2 separate regions of the Callithrix jacchus genome follow, and region 1 is linked to region 2. A link is a contact called in public Hi-C data. All regions are on one chromosome and are shown on one strand. Each heading gives the region's core, a stretch centred on a gene start, on an enhancer-like site or on the middle of the called end of the contact. The rest is flanking DNA. Distances are from core to core; before and after follow the strand shown. Region 1 overlaps GBF1 (golgi brefeldin A resistant guanine nucleotide exchange factor 1). Region 2 holds the start of GBF1 (golgi brefeldin A resistant guanine nucleotide exchange factor 1).

What was found. Hi-C and Micro-C count contacts between places; a contact is called where the count stands out from the background.
Region 1: a Hi-C map of skeletal muscle shows a contact between it and region 2, with 5 times the contacts expected there. The contact joins the enhancer-like site here to the promoter of GBF1 in region 2. A contact is called at or near these places in 3 of 3 Hi-C or Micro-C datasets (induced pluripotent stem cells and skeletal muscle).

Annotation. Positions count from the first base shown.
Region 1 is chr12:95,331,590-95,337,497 of calJac240_pri, forward strand. The region is part of intron 4 of GBF1 (golgi brefeldin A resistant guanine nucleotide exchange factor 1); the gene reads left to right. Among named protein-coding and RNA genes, the nearest start is that of NFKB2, 54 kb to the right of the region's middle. Within about 2 kb of position 2,047, at least 2 of the 16 cell types and tissues checked have an H3K27ac peak or open chromatin away from gene starts, as enhancers often do. A contact at or near this core is called in skeletal muscle, where this site is marked.
Region 2 is chr12:95,235,216-95,241,068 of calJac240_pri, forward strand. GBF1 (golgi brefeldin A resistant guanine nucleotide exchange factor 1) reads left to right here and starts at 1,829. Exons shown (of 39, transcript XM_078346385.1): 1 at 1,829-2,078.

The DNA of each region.
Region 1 (5,908 bases), core at 797-3,296, 97 kb after region 2:
GTGATTATCCTGCCTCAGCCTCCTGAGTAGCTGGGATTACAGGCATGTGCTACCACCCCCGGCTCATTTTGTATTTGTAGTAGAGACGGGGTTTCTCCATGTTGGTGAGGCCAGTCTCGAACTCCTGACCTCAGGCCTGCCTCAGCCTCCCAAAGTGCTGGGATTACGGGCATGAGCCACCATGCCCAGCTGCCATTTCCATGATTTTAAGTTTACAATTCATTGGCATTAATCACATTCACAAATTTGTGTAACCATCACCACCATCTATTTTCTAAACGTTTTTATTACCCCAAATAGAAACTTAACATATTAGGGAGTTAACATTAAGCAATAACTCCCCATTTCCCTATTCCCTCAGCCCCTTGTATGATTTCTTTTAGGGGCTATATAATTTCCATAGTGTAATATAGATATAACACAATTCATATGCTCATTCTTATTAATATTTAATATTTAGATTGTTTCCTATTGAAGTCATAAATAATGCTAATATAAGCATCCTTGATCACATGTCCTTATTTACTCATTTTACTTATGTATGAAAAATCTCTGACCTTGGGATTCCTGGATTAAAGACCATGTGCATATTGCATTTTTATAGCTATTACCAGGTTGCTTTCCCAAAAGGTTATATCAGTTACATTTACACTTCCACCAGCAGTAATTGAGAATTTCCACTTTCCCACCCTGTCATCAGCACTGAATATTATCATTTTTATTTATTTGTGCCAACTTGGTAGGTAAAAAGTGGGGTTTTTCTGTTTTGTTTTGTTTCTTGAGACAGGGTCTTGCTCTGTTGCACCCAGGCTGCAGTGCAGTGGCACAATCACAACTCACTGCAGCCTTGACCTTCAGGCTCAGGTGATCCTCCCACATCCACCTCCCAAGTAGCTGGGACTATAGGCACATGCCACCACACCCAGCTAGTTTTTGTACTTTTAGTAGAAATGGAGTTTCACCATGTTGCCTAGGCTCGTCTTGAATTCCTGAGCTCAAGCAATCCACCGCCTTAGCCTCTCAGAGTACTGGGATTACAGGCATCAGCCATTGCACCTAGCCTTTTGTTGTTTTAATTTCTTGCAGTTGAAACATTTGAATTTCCTCTCCTTCACTTTTTTTTTTTTATTGTACTTTAAGTTCAGGGCTACATGTGCAGATCTTGCAGGATTGTTTCATAGGTACACACGTGCCATGGTGGTTTGCTGTCTCCATCCTCCCGTCACCTACGTCAGGCATCCTTCCCCACCCTCCACTGTCCTCCTAGCTCCCACCCCACTTACTTTTTTCAGTTGTTTTTGTTTTTCATGTCACTTTGTAGGAGTTCTTTGTATAGTAGGAATATTAACCCATTGCCTATCATAGCATTACAAATATTTACTTCTAATCTAGGCCAAATATTTCCTCTAACCTATAGGTTATCTCTAAATTTGTTTATGGTATATTTCTTTGGATTCCTTTTTTCATTGGCCTTGACACTCAATTCGGGAATTCATATTCCCCAATTGGCAGCCCATGTACAAGGATGAAGAACACAGAAAACAGGCAACTGTCTTTGTTTCTTAAGTAGGGAGACAAGAAAAGATTAGGCTCAGGCTTTAGCTAGCCAGAAAAAGAAATAGTCTTCAATTCAGGGCAAGAAAACCCTTTATCTATGCTAGAAATGTTGGATTTGCTTAGCTGATGCATTCATTCCTGCATTCCTGAGCAGGAATCCTGGGTACCAGCTAGCTTCTGAACAGGTGCGTCAGCCTCTCCGACACCCTAGTCCTAGCTTCATACTTTTCCTAAACAAAATCAGGCCCAATCACTTCCAGCCTTGCGCTGAGCACCACCTGCAGGTCATCTCTCTTCACAGCCTCCAGTGGCTGCCCCTGCTGTGCCTTTTCCCTCTGCTGTCTTGTTGGTGTTACTCTCTCCCCTTCCTGAACTTGGCAGTCAGGCTGGTCATTGGAGACCTGAGGCCAGCTGGTCATTGGAGTTTCCTGTGGTGGGAAAGGAGAATGCTAGAGGTGGTGATTGCAGTGAGCATGAGAAAAGGAGCAGGAAGGAGTATATGAAAGCAAAAATGCAAAGGAGATGGCATTGGCAGATTTCCCTCAAGTTGGCTCCAGAGTAGCCAGAAGAGGAGGACATTTTAAAGAAGGGTTTAGGCTGTTCTTCTAGAAGAAAGCTCCCGCCTCTTGCTCCTGTAATCCAAGGTTTCAGAGATTATTTTAGATCCTCCTTTAAGGACTGGCCTTTTGTTTGCCCCCATACCGTGGCCAGACCAGAATTTTTGTACCACTGATTTCATGGCTTGCTAGCAAGCCTTGCCTATGGTTCTAAAGACCTGTCATTCTTGTCTGCCTTTTTATTTTTATTTTTTATGGAGTTTTTTTTTTTTTTTTTTTTTTTTTTTTTTTGAGACAGAGTCTCACTCTGTTGCCCAGGCTGGAGTGCAGTGGCATGATATTGACTCCCTGGAACCTCCATTTCCTGAGTTCAATCAATTCTCATGCCTCAGCCTCCCAAGTTGCTTGGACTACAGGCATGCACCACCATGCCTGGCTAATTTTTGTATTTGTAGTACAGATGGGGGTCTCGCTGTGTTGGCCAGTCTGGTCTCAAACTCCTAGCTCAGGCAATCTGCCCACCTCAGCCTCCCAAAGTGCTAAGATTACAGATGTGAGCCACTGTGCCCAGCCCTTACCTGCCTTTTTAGAAAATTAACTTGGCTACTTCATTCAACCTCAGGGGACAAGAACTATAAAGATATCAGTAGAGCATAAACCACCCTAACCAAGTCTCTCTGAACCTATTCTGGTTGGGGGATGGGAGGAGTGCCTTATTCAAAATAATAAGTTAGAAGACACCTTAACAAGAGAGATTGCTGAAAGAGAGGAAGAAATGGACCCCCAGGAGCCTTATGAGTTGGGAACAAGACTACTATTCACTTAGCTCTGAAATGCTACACAACACTGAGAAGGACCTGGGTTTCCTGTGTGGGCCCTGGTGGCCTGGGTAGGGACTGTCAGGCAGGGCTGAGATAGAGACTAGGGCAAGGGCCTTGAGAGTATGGGATTTTGTGTGTGTGTGTGTGTGTGTGTGCGCGCGCGCTGATTGGGAGAAATGTGGAGAGTTGGTATGATAGGAGGAGCTGGGTCACCCCATTTTACTATATGTCATGAAACTGGCTTTATTCTGCATGACCTCTAACTACTCACAGTGCTGAATAGAAGGATGCTGTAAATAGGAGGTCTTGATATGGTGTCAGATGCTAATGAGGACAAAAGAAAAAGAGGAAAACATTCACAATTAGTAAGTCTTCTGGCTTATCATTGCAAGATAAATGTTTGGGGGCCAGGCATGGTGGCTCACACCTGTAATCCCAACACTTTGGAATGCCCAGGCAGGAGGATCATTTGAGCCCAGGAGCTCAAGACCAGCCTGACAACCTGGGGAAATCCCCCCATTTCTATAAAAAATACAAAAATTCACCTGACATGTTAGCACACACTTGTAGTCCCAGCTACTGAGGAGGCTGAGGTAGGAGGATCACTTGAGGTCGAGGCTGCAGTGTGCCATGATCACACCACTGCACTCCAGCCTCGGTGATAGAGCAAGACCCTGTCTTAAAAAAAAAAAAGTTTGAGTTCTTAGCCATCTCCTGAGCTTTAGGCTCAGGAACTCCCTCATTTCAGGGACCAGGAAAAAGAATGGGCTGGGTGCGGTGGCCCACCCCTGTAATCCCAACACTTTGGGAGGCCAAGGTAGGTGGATCACCTGAGCTCAGGAATTCAAGACCAGTCTGGCCAATGTGGTGAAACGCCGTCTCTACTAAAAATACAAAAATTAGCTGGATGTGGTGGCAGGTGCCTGTAATCCCAGTTACTGGGGAGGCAGGAGAATTGCTTGAACCTAGGAGGCGGAGGTTGCAGCGAACCAAGATGGTGGCACTGCACTCCATCTGGCCTGGGTGTCAGAGTGAGACTCTGTCTCGATTTAAAAAAAAAAGAACAACAATAGCTTACTTTATTTTATTTTTATTTTTCGACATTTATTGAGCACCTGCTGTGGGCCACACACTGGCAATGAAGCAAAGGTATATTAGTTCCCTGTTTACTGCTATAATAACTGACCATAAACTTTGTGCCTTAAAATACACACTTATTATCTTATAGTTCTGGAATGCAGAAGTCCTAAAATCAAGGTGTTGGCAGTGCTGCTTTCTCCTCGGGAGATTCTAGAGGAGAATCCTTGCATCTTCCAGTAGTGGCCCCCAATGCTGGGACGCGTTGATATTTATTGTATACAAGGCAGAGGGGCAGGATAAGGAGAGTGACTCATCTGACATGATTGATAGGATCAAGCAAATCACGTGCTTACAGTAGAGGGGGCCCTTCCCTCTCAGGCAGCTGCTGCAAGGAGGGGAGGCACAAACGACAGCATCTTTCTATGCGCTTATCAGAAAGATCAAAGGCTTTTAGGATTCTTCTATTCTTTTTTTTTTTTTTTTTGAGACAGAGTTTTGCTGTTGTTACCCAGACTGGAGTGCAATGGCACGATCTCGGCTCACCACAACCTCCACCTCCTGGGTTCAAGCAACTCTCCTGCCTCAGCCTCCCGAGTAGCTGGGACTACAGGCACGCACCACCATGCCCAGCTAAACAATAGTTTATAATCCCTGCTACTAAAATTAGGAGGTGTTCCTGCATTACTCCATGCCACCTCTGGAGCAGCTTTCTCTGTTACCCACAGAGCTTTATCATATGCCTGCCCTTTCCCCTTACTTAGGCTCCCCTTTTAGAACTAAACACCCCTGGAAAGGGTCCTTCAGAGCAGACCTAGGGCAGGAGCTCAGCAGGACCCTTGTAGACCTTGATGGTGACAACTTATTTGGCTACTCCTCCTGGCTGTTTAACACATGTATGGGAGCTGAGCTCCCCTCTTAATAACGTTTGTGTTCATTTCCAGCTTGGTGCTCACTGTCTGACCTCTAACTTCTCCCCGCTTACTCTGTACAGCTGAAATCCTCCCTCCTGCCTACTCCCTAGCTAGTCAGCCTCCAGTCCTGTTTATCTCTTTTTCTCTCCTAGTGCCTGTTTAGTTAAGCTGGAAACAGGATTCTTGCTCATTGTCATATTACTTTAAATAATAAAACTAAAGAAGGGGTCTTTGGGCCCCAGGCACACCTGTAATCCCAGCACTTTGGAAGGCCAAGGCAGGCAGGTCACTTGAGGTTGGGAGTTTGAGACCGGCCTGACCAACTTGGAGAAACCTCATCTCTACTAAAACTACAAAATTAGCCCTGTGTGGTGGTGCATGCCTGTAATCCCAGCTACTCGGGAGGCTGAGGCAGGAGAATTGCTTGAACCTGTGAAGCAGAGGTTGTGGTGAGCCAAGATCGTGCCACTGCACTCCATCTTGGACAACAGAACAAGATTGCGTCTCAATAAAAATAAATATATAAATAAATAACCAATTGGGAGAAGCTCAGATTCAGTCATGTCTGAGGCATAGGGGATGTAAACAGTTACCCTGCTTGGTATCTTCAAGCCAGGACTAAGAGGAGAGGAGAAAGAGCCAGGCTACTGGCTGCCCTTTCATTCTAGAGACCAGGCCTGGCAGAAGTTTCCTAGGTTTCTTAAATTTTCACACCTTCCCCCAGGCTACTTGGGCGTAGTAGCAGGCGCCTGTAATTCCAGCTACTTGGGAGGCCAAAGCAGAGAATTGCTTAAACCAGGAGGCAGAGGTTGCAGTGAGCCGAGATCACGTCATTGCCCTCCAGCCTCGGTGACAGAGCGAGTGAGACTGTCTCAAAAAAAAAAGAAAAAAGAAGATCTAGTTACGAGCAAAAATTCTCATGTAGCTTAAGGAGCCACAGGTTAGGGAACTGGAGAGGAAACACTCTCAAAGCGGTCCCTAG
Region 2 (5,853 bases), core at 579-3,078:
TATCCTCTTTTCCTGACTCTCTTTGGGTGAAAGAGGCTAGATCCTCAGCTGGACCCACTGACCAGAAGCCCAAAGTGCAGGTGTAGGGAGTTATTGAGGGGTTCTTCAGGTCTGATGTCAGGTCTGATGGGTGCTTTACACTAGAGTATTGTGGCCAGGAGTGTTGACTCACGCCTGTAATTTCAACACTTCGGGAGGCTGAGGCTGGAGGATCACCTGAGGTCAGGAATTCGAGACCAGCCTGTCCAACATGGTGAAACCCCATCTCTTCTAAAAATATAAAAATTAGCCTAGCATGGTGGAAAACCCCTATGATCCCAGCTACCTGGTAGGCTGAGACAGGAGAATCACTTGAACCCAGGAGGCAGAGGCAGAGGTTGCATTAAGCCAAGATTGCGCCACTGCACTCCATCCTGGGCAACAGAGCAAGACTCCGTCTCAAAAACAAACAAAAAACAAAAAACAAAACAAAAGAGCCAAAAACAAAAAACTAGAGCATCGTAGCACGTGGATGGTCTTTAGATGTATGGTTTTGAGACTACATTCCTATGTGGTTATGAGCTTCCTTGGACTTGAGTTGTCCATAACTGGGAGGAAGTATGGAAGAGTTGGTATCTTTTTTCACTGCCTCCCAGCAGTCTCTCCAGGTCTGCAGGGACACTGGGGCTCTAGTGTCTCAAACAGGCTGAGAATTTCATGATTCAGTCTGCTAGGAGAAAACCCATCTCTTGTTCTCTTTCCACACATTCTCACTTCCAGGTAACACAGGTAATTCTAAATAGCTTAGAAACCTCTATCATCTCTTGCAAATGGAGGAGGCAGCTGGGGGCAAGAGAGTGAAAACAGGTGGGCATCCAACCCTCAGGCCCCTTTCTTGTTTCTAAAGCAAACAAGAAAGACTTCTGTTTCCTATCACTGAAAATGTGGGCTAAGCAGAGTATTTAGCTTTCTGCCTGGTGGTAAGGCCCGTTCAAGGCTTGGTATGAGAGGCAACCGGGAGTCGCAGCCCTATATACTAAGAAGGCATAAGAGGTGACAAAAGGCAGTGAAAAGAGTTACCGGGGGTGAGGAGATCCAGGGGTTTATCTCTCTGTTCTGCTATTTACTAGTAATGTGAACCTGGGCCCAGCCTTCCACCCTGGGGCTGTTTCCTATGATGTAAAATGAAAAGACTTAAATTAGATATCCAGGGCTTCTGCTACTTGCTATTGTCTCTATTTCTGTATAATGGGAACGGGGCAGAAGGCGCTGAAACAGAGTTGGGACGTGACAGACACAACTGTGAGAAGCCACACCGGGAAGGTGGACGAGAGGGCGAGGAAAGGAGGGTGCGGAATAGATCGCTGGACTTGTTTTAGGATGAAGGAAGCCCAGAGTTGCCTCGAAAAGGAGTGATCCCTCAAGGAGTATGGTCTTGGCCCAGGTAACTTTGATAGTACGTGGACAGGGAAATAAGGATGCCCGCTCAAGCTCTCAAAACGGACCCCGCCCCTTTCCAGCCAATTGTAGCCCGTAATGCGCAGCAGCCACTGCCAAACCGCACACTGCAACCAAACTCTACCTACTCCACCTCTCTAACCGCCCAGCACAGTTCCTAATTTTTTATTGGATTTTTAAACTGTCACTCAGAGAGTACTCGTATCCGTTGGTTGTCCCCTACCTACCCTTTCCCTTGTAATCTCGCCTCTTTAGGCACTACCCGCCTCCTGAAGCCAATTTCCTTTATTCGATTGGAGAGTCGGAATGCTACTTTTCACGGTGCAAAGCTATGATTGGCTGCATCTGGCAAGATTCGTGCAGTTACCAGGCAGCGGGCTAGACTGAGGCTAGTTACCACGTCAGTGAGCTGACAGGGAAGGTAGCCGGCTCCACTGCCCGTCCCGGCCGACTCATCCTAGCGGACTGTGCATTCCCACTCTGATTTCGGCCTCAATTTCCAGGAAACGAGCTCCTTCTCTTCTCCCATCTGCTACCAGAGCCGGGAGAGCTGCTCGGAGACGCCTCCGGGGTGTGGGCTGGACATGAGCAGCGACTGCCGGTCCTGGGACTAGGCCCCGCCATTTTGGATCCGCTGACAGGTCAGCGAAGTCTCTTCCTAGAGTTCTGGTGTCGTGAAGGCCTCCCTGACATCTCAATAGGGAGTTAGGGGGAAGGACCCTTAAATTGGGCGAGCCAGGGTGGGTTAAGGACGCAGCGGACAGGAATAAGACGAGGGAAGGGTTGTTGTGGGAGGGAACAGGGAGGTATGCAGGGGCAAAGGTCAGGCCCTTGCCTCAGGAGGGGCGATTTCTGCTCTCTTTGCTGATCCTTTGTAGGTGCCCAAATCTTCTATTTTCCCAGGCTTGACTTAGTTTTCAGCTCCTCTTTTCCAGCGCTTTCTGCATCCTAAAGAGCCCAGTACTCAAAAGCTGAAAGCAAACCTAAGGAGCATTGTCTCTACTTTTATGGGTTTTCAGACTTTAGATATGAAAGGCTCTCCAGATTGTGTACAGCGTCTGCTTCTTTGTGACTGCTTCACTAATACAAAGGAACTGCTTCGTTAATACTGGATGATGAGCTAGTGCACCTAGAATCAGATTGTCAGCAGACAGATGTGTGAAAGGCTTGAGGTTATAGCAGCACAGGAAACTGGGCTATGAGAAGGCTTCCCTCTTACTTACTGGACAGCTCAGCTGCCTGTCTGGGTCTGTATGTAAACACTAGACTTATCTTCTGGGCCTATTTGTTCCTTTAGACACTCTTTCACAGGTATTCTTTTCTGGTATATGTTTTTGTTGACATATTTTCCCCAGGTCTTCACTAACGAGATGAGGTTTAATCATAAAGAAGCCACTCTATTATGACATATTTGACTGAGAGCAGAGAATACTGCCAAAGTTTCATACTGTTGGCCTATTATTTTTAGTGGGCAAAAAGTCATGAGAGATTTTCAGCCAATTGTAGGGTAAGAGCAGCAGAATGCTTTTAGAAAGAGTGCTTTTAGAAATAAGGAATAGTGTAGATGATGTTTTTTAATGCGCAATGTGGAAACTTGTATGTCTTTAATTCAGGTATACAAGGCACTCTAGGCCCTGTGGAGGATACAGATGGAAAGGTCTTCTTTGGGATTGCTCAGTTAATGCACTTCTTAAAAGTAGTAGCATGTATGAGCAGTAGCCTAGCTGGAGCATGTAGTAGGTTAAGAGCAGGATCAACCTAATGCCTTTTGGTATGTAGTGGGCACTCAATAAATGTTATCTGTATATGGGATTAGTTTCAGTATGTGATCAGGACTTGTGGCCTGCTTTTGGCCCTGGCAGTCAGGAACACTTTGCACTTTTGCATGGTGAGGTAGGAACTAGGAGGATCAAAACCTCATGGTGTTAGAAAATTATTTAGGATCTTAGAATGACTGAACTCAGTTTTTCCTGCCTTTGCCCTTATGAATTTGAAATTTCATAATTTCCCTTTGCCCTTATGAAATTGAATTTTGATGTGCGTTGGGAGAAGGGGGATGGCATTATTTACGCTTTATGTGTGTTGATTTAGAATTAGTGGGATGGAAATGGTACAGGAAACTATTTGCATTTTAACTTGCTGATCTAAGTTGTAGAATTCCTCCCCTCTCCCCACCCCCAAAAAGTAGTTGAATGTAGCAAATGAAATGACATAGTTCAGGAGGTACCCAGGTTTGATGAGCCTGCCTTGCTCACCTGGGCCATTGCCCTGTTGAGTTGATATGCTTTGCATAACAGGCAATCTAGTCTCTGAGCCCGAGGGTGACTATAGAGGCATCAAAAGGTTTTCTCTCTCTTTTTTTTATCCTGTCATTTCTAGATAGGAATAATTTTCTAGATGGGAATAATTCCCACTCCCACCCACAAATCAGAAAATTCATCCTTCAAATGCAAGTCTTTTTTTTTTTTTTTGAGACAGAGTCTTGCTCTGTCGCCCAGGCTGGAGTGCAGTTGGCATGATCTCGGCTCACTGCAACCTCTGCCTTCTGGGTTCAAGAGATTCTCCTGCTTTAGCTTCCCGAGTAGCTGGGATTACAGGCATGTGCCACCATGCCCGGCTAATTTTTTGTATTTTTAGTAGAGACAGGGTTTCACCGTGTTAGCCAGGATGGTCTCAAATCTCCTGACCTCGTGATCCACTCACCTTGGCCTCCCAAAGTGCTGGGATTACAGGTGTGAGCCACAGCACCTGGCTCAAATACAAGTCTTAAACTTGTATTTGAGCTTCTTTTTAATGGTGTTTATAGACAGTGTGTTCCAGTCTTGACAGTGATGCTCACTGGCACAGTGGGAACTCAGGTTGTAGACACATCTCCAAAGTAGCTGGGCACCAATCCCAGTTTCAGCTCAGAGTTCTCAAAGTTCCACTACTATTTTATTTCCCCGTGTTCCAGAAGTCAGGATGACTGCCACTTTTACATAATAAGCTCATTGATAGGGTACTTAGACTGGCCGCTGTGGGCAGCTAGAGAGGAAGAAGACAGCTTTTGCTTTTGAGGAGACTCTATTTATAGAGTATTAACTGCAAGGATCATCCTAATCTTTGTGTGACACTTCTCATTGATTGATTACACTCTGTATCCCTGTGGCTGTGTGTGACTGATTAGAATGATTCTGTTGTGGGTTAATGGGGGGATTGAATTTAAGGGAGAAGGGGAGGTTAATTTTATCCTCAGGCTGGAAGAGCTATGTTAATATAATGGGCTAATGTTTAGCTGTTATTCTGTTTTTGTATTTCATTATGTTCAACTGTAGTTGTTTAATTAAATGAAAATATTTTACTTGGTATACTCTCAGGAAAAATAAAAAAATAAAATAAAAAAGAAAATATTGAGCACTGTGCTGATTTGAACCCCAATAATAATAGAAGTAATCATAGAAGTGATGATTTGTTCCAGTAGTAGTGGAAATTAAGTATGATGGCACAGTAATGATTTGCCAATCATATAAACCAGGGGTTACAAGCTCACCTGCCTAAATACCAGGCAGGTAATGTAAATGAGTGAATTGAATTACATGGGAATGTATTTGGAATAGCGGAGACTGTGGTGTACTGGAAAACCCATGCCTTTATTTTTTTTATCTTTAACTTAATTTAATTATTTTTTTTTTTTTTGAGACAAGGTCTTGCTCTGTAGCCCAGGTTGGAGTGCAGAGGAGCAATCACAGCTCACTGCAGCCTTGACCTCTGGGCTCAAGTGATCCTCTCATCTCAGTCTCCCAAGTAGCTGGGACCATGGGACCACAAATGTGCACCACTATGCCCAGCTAATTTTTTTTTTTTTTCTGAGACGGAGTCTTGCTCTTGTTGCCCAGGCTGAAGTGCAATGGCACGATCTCGGCTCACTGCAAACTCTGCCTCCTGGGTTCAAGTGATTTTCCTGCCTCAACCTTCTGAGTAGCTGGGATTACAGGACCCCGCCACCACACCCAGCTAATTTTTTGTATTTTTAGTAGAGACAGAATTTCACTATGTTGGTCAGGCTAGTTACGAACTCCTGACCTCAGACGATCCACCCACCTCGGCCTCCCAAAGTGCTGGAATTACAGGCCTGACCCACTGTGCCTGGCCACCTAGCTAATTTTTTAATTTTTTTTTTTTGATGTTGAGTCTCACTTTGTTGCCCAGGCTGGAGTGCAGTGGCACATCTCGGCTCACTACAACCTCCGCCTTTCAGGTTCAAGCAATTCTCCTGCCTCAGCCTCCTGAGTAGCCAAGATTACAGGCACCCACTACCACTTTCGGCTAATTTTTGTGTTTTTAGTAGAGATAGGGTTTCTCCATGTTGGTCAGCCTGGTCTCGAACTCCCGACCTCAGGTGATCCACCTCAGCCTCCCAAAGTGCTGGGATTACGG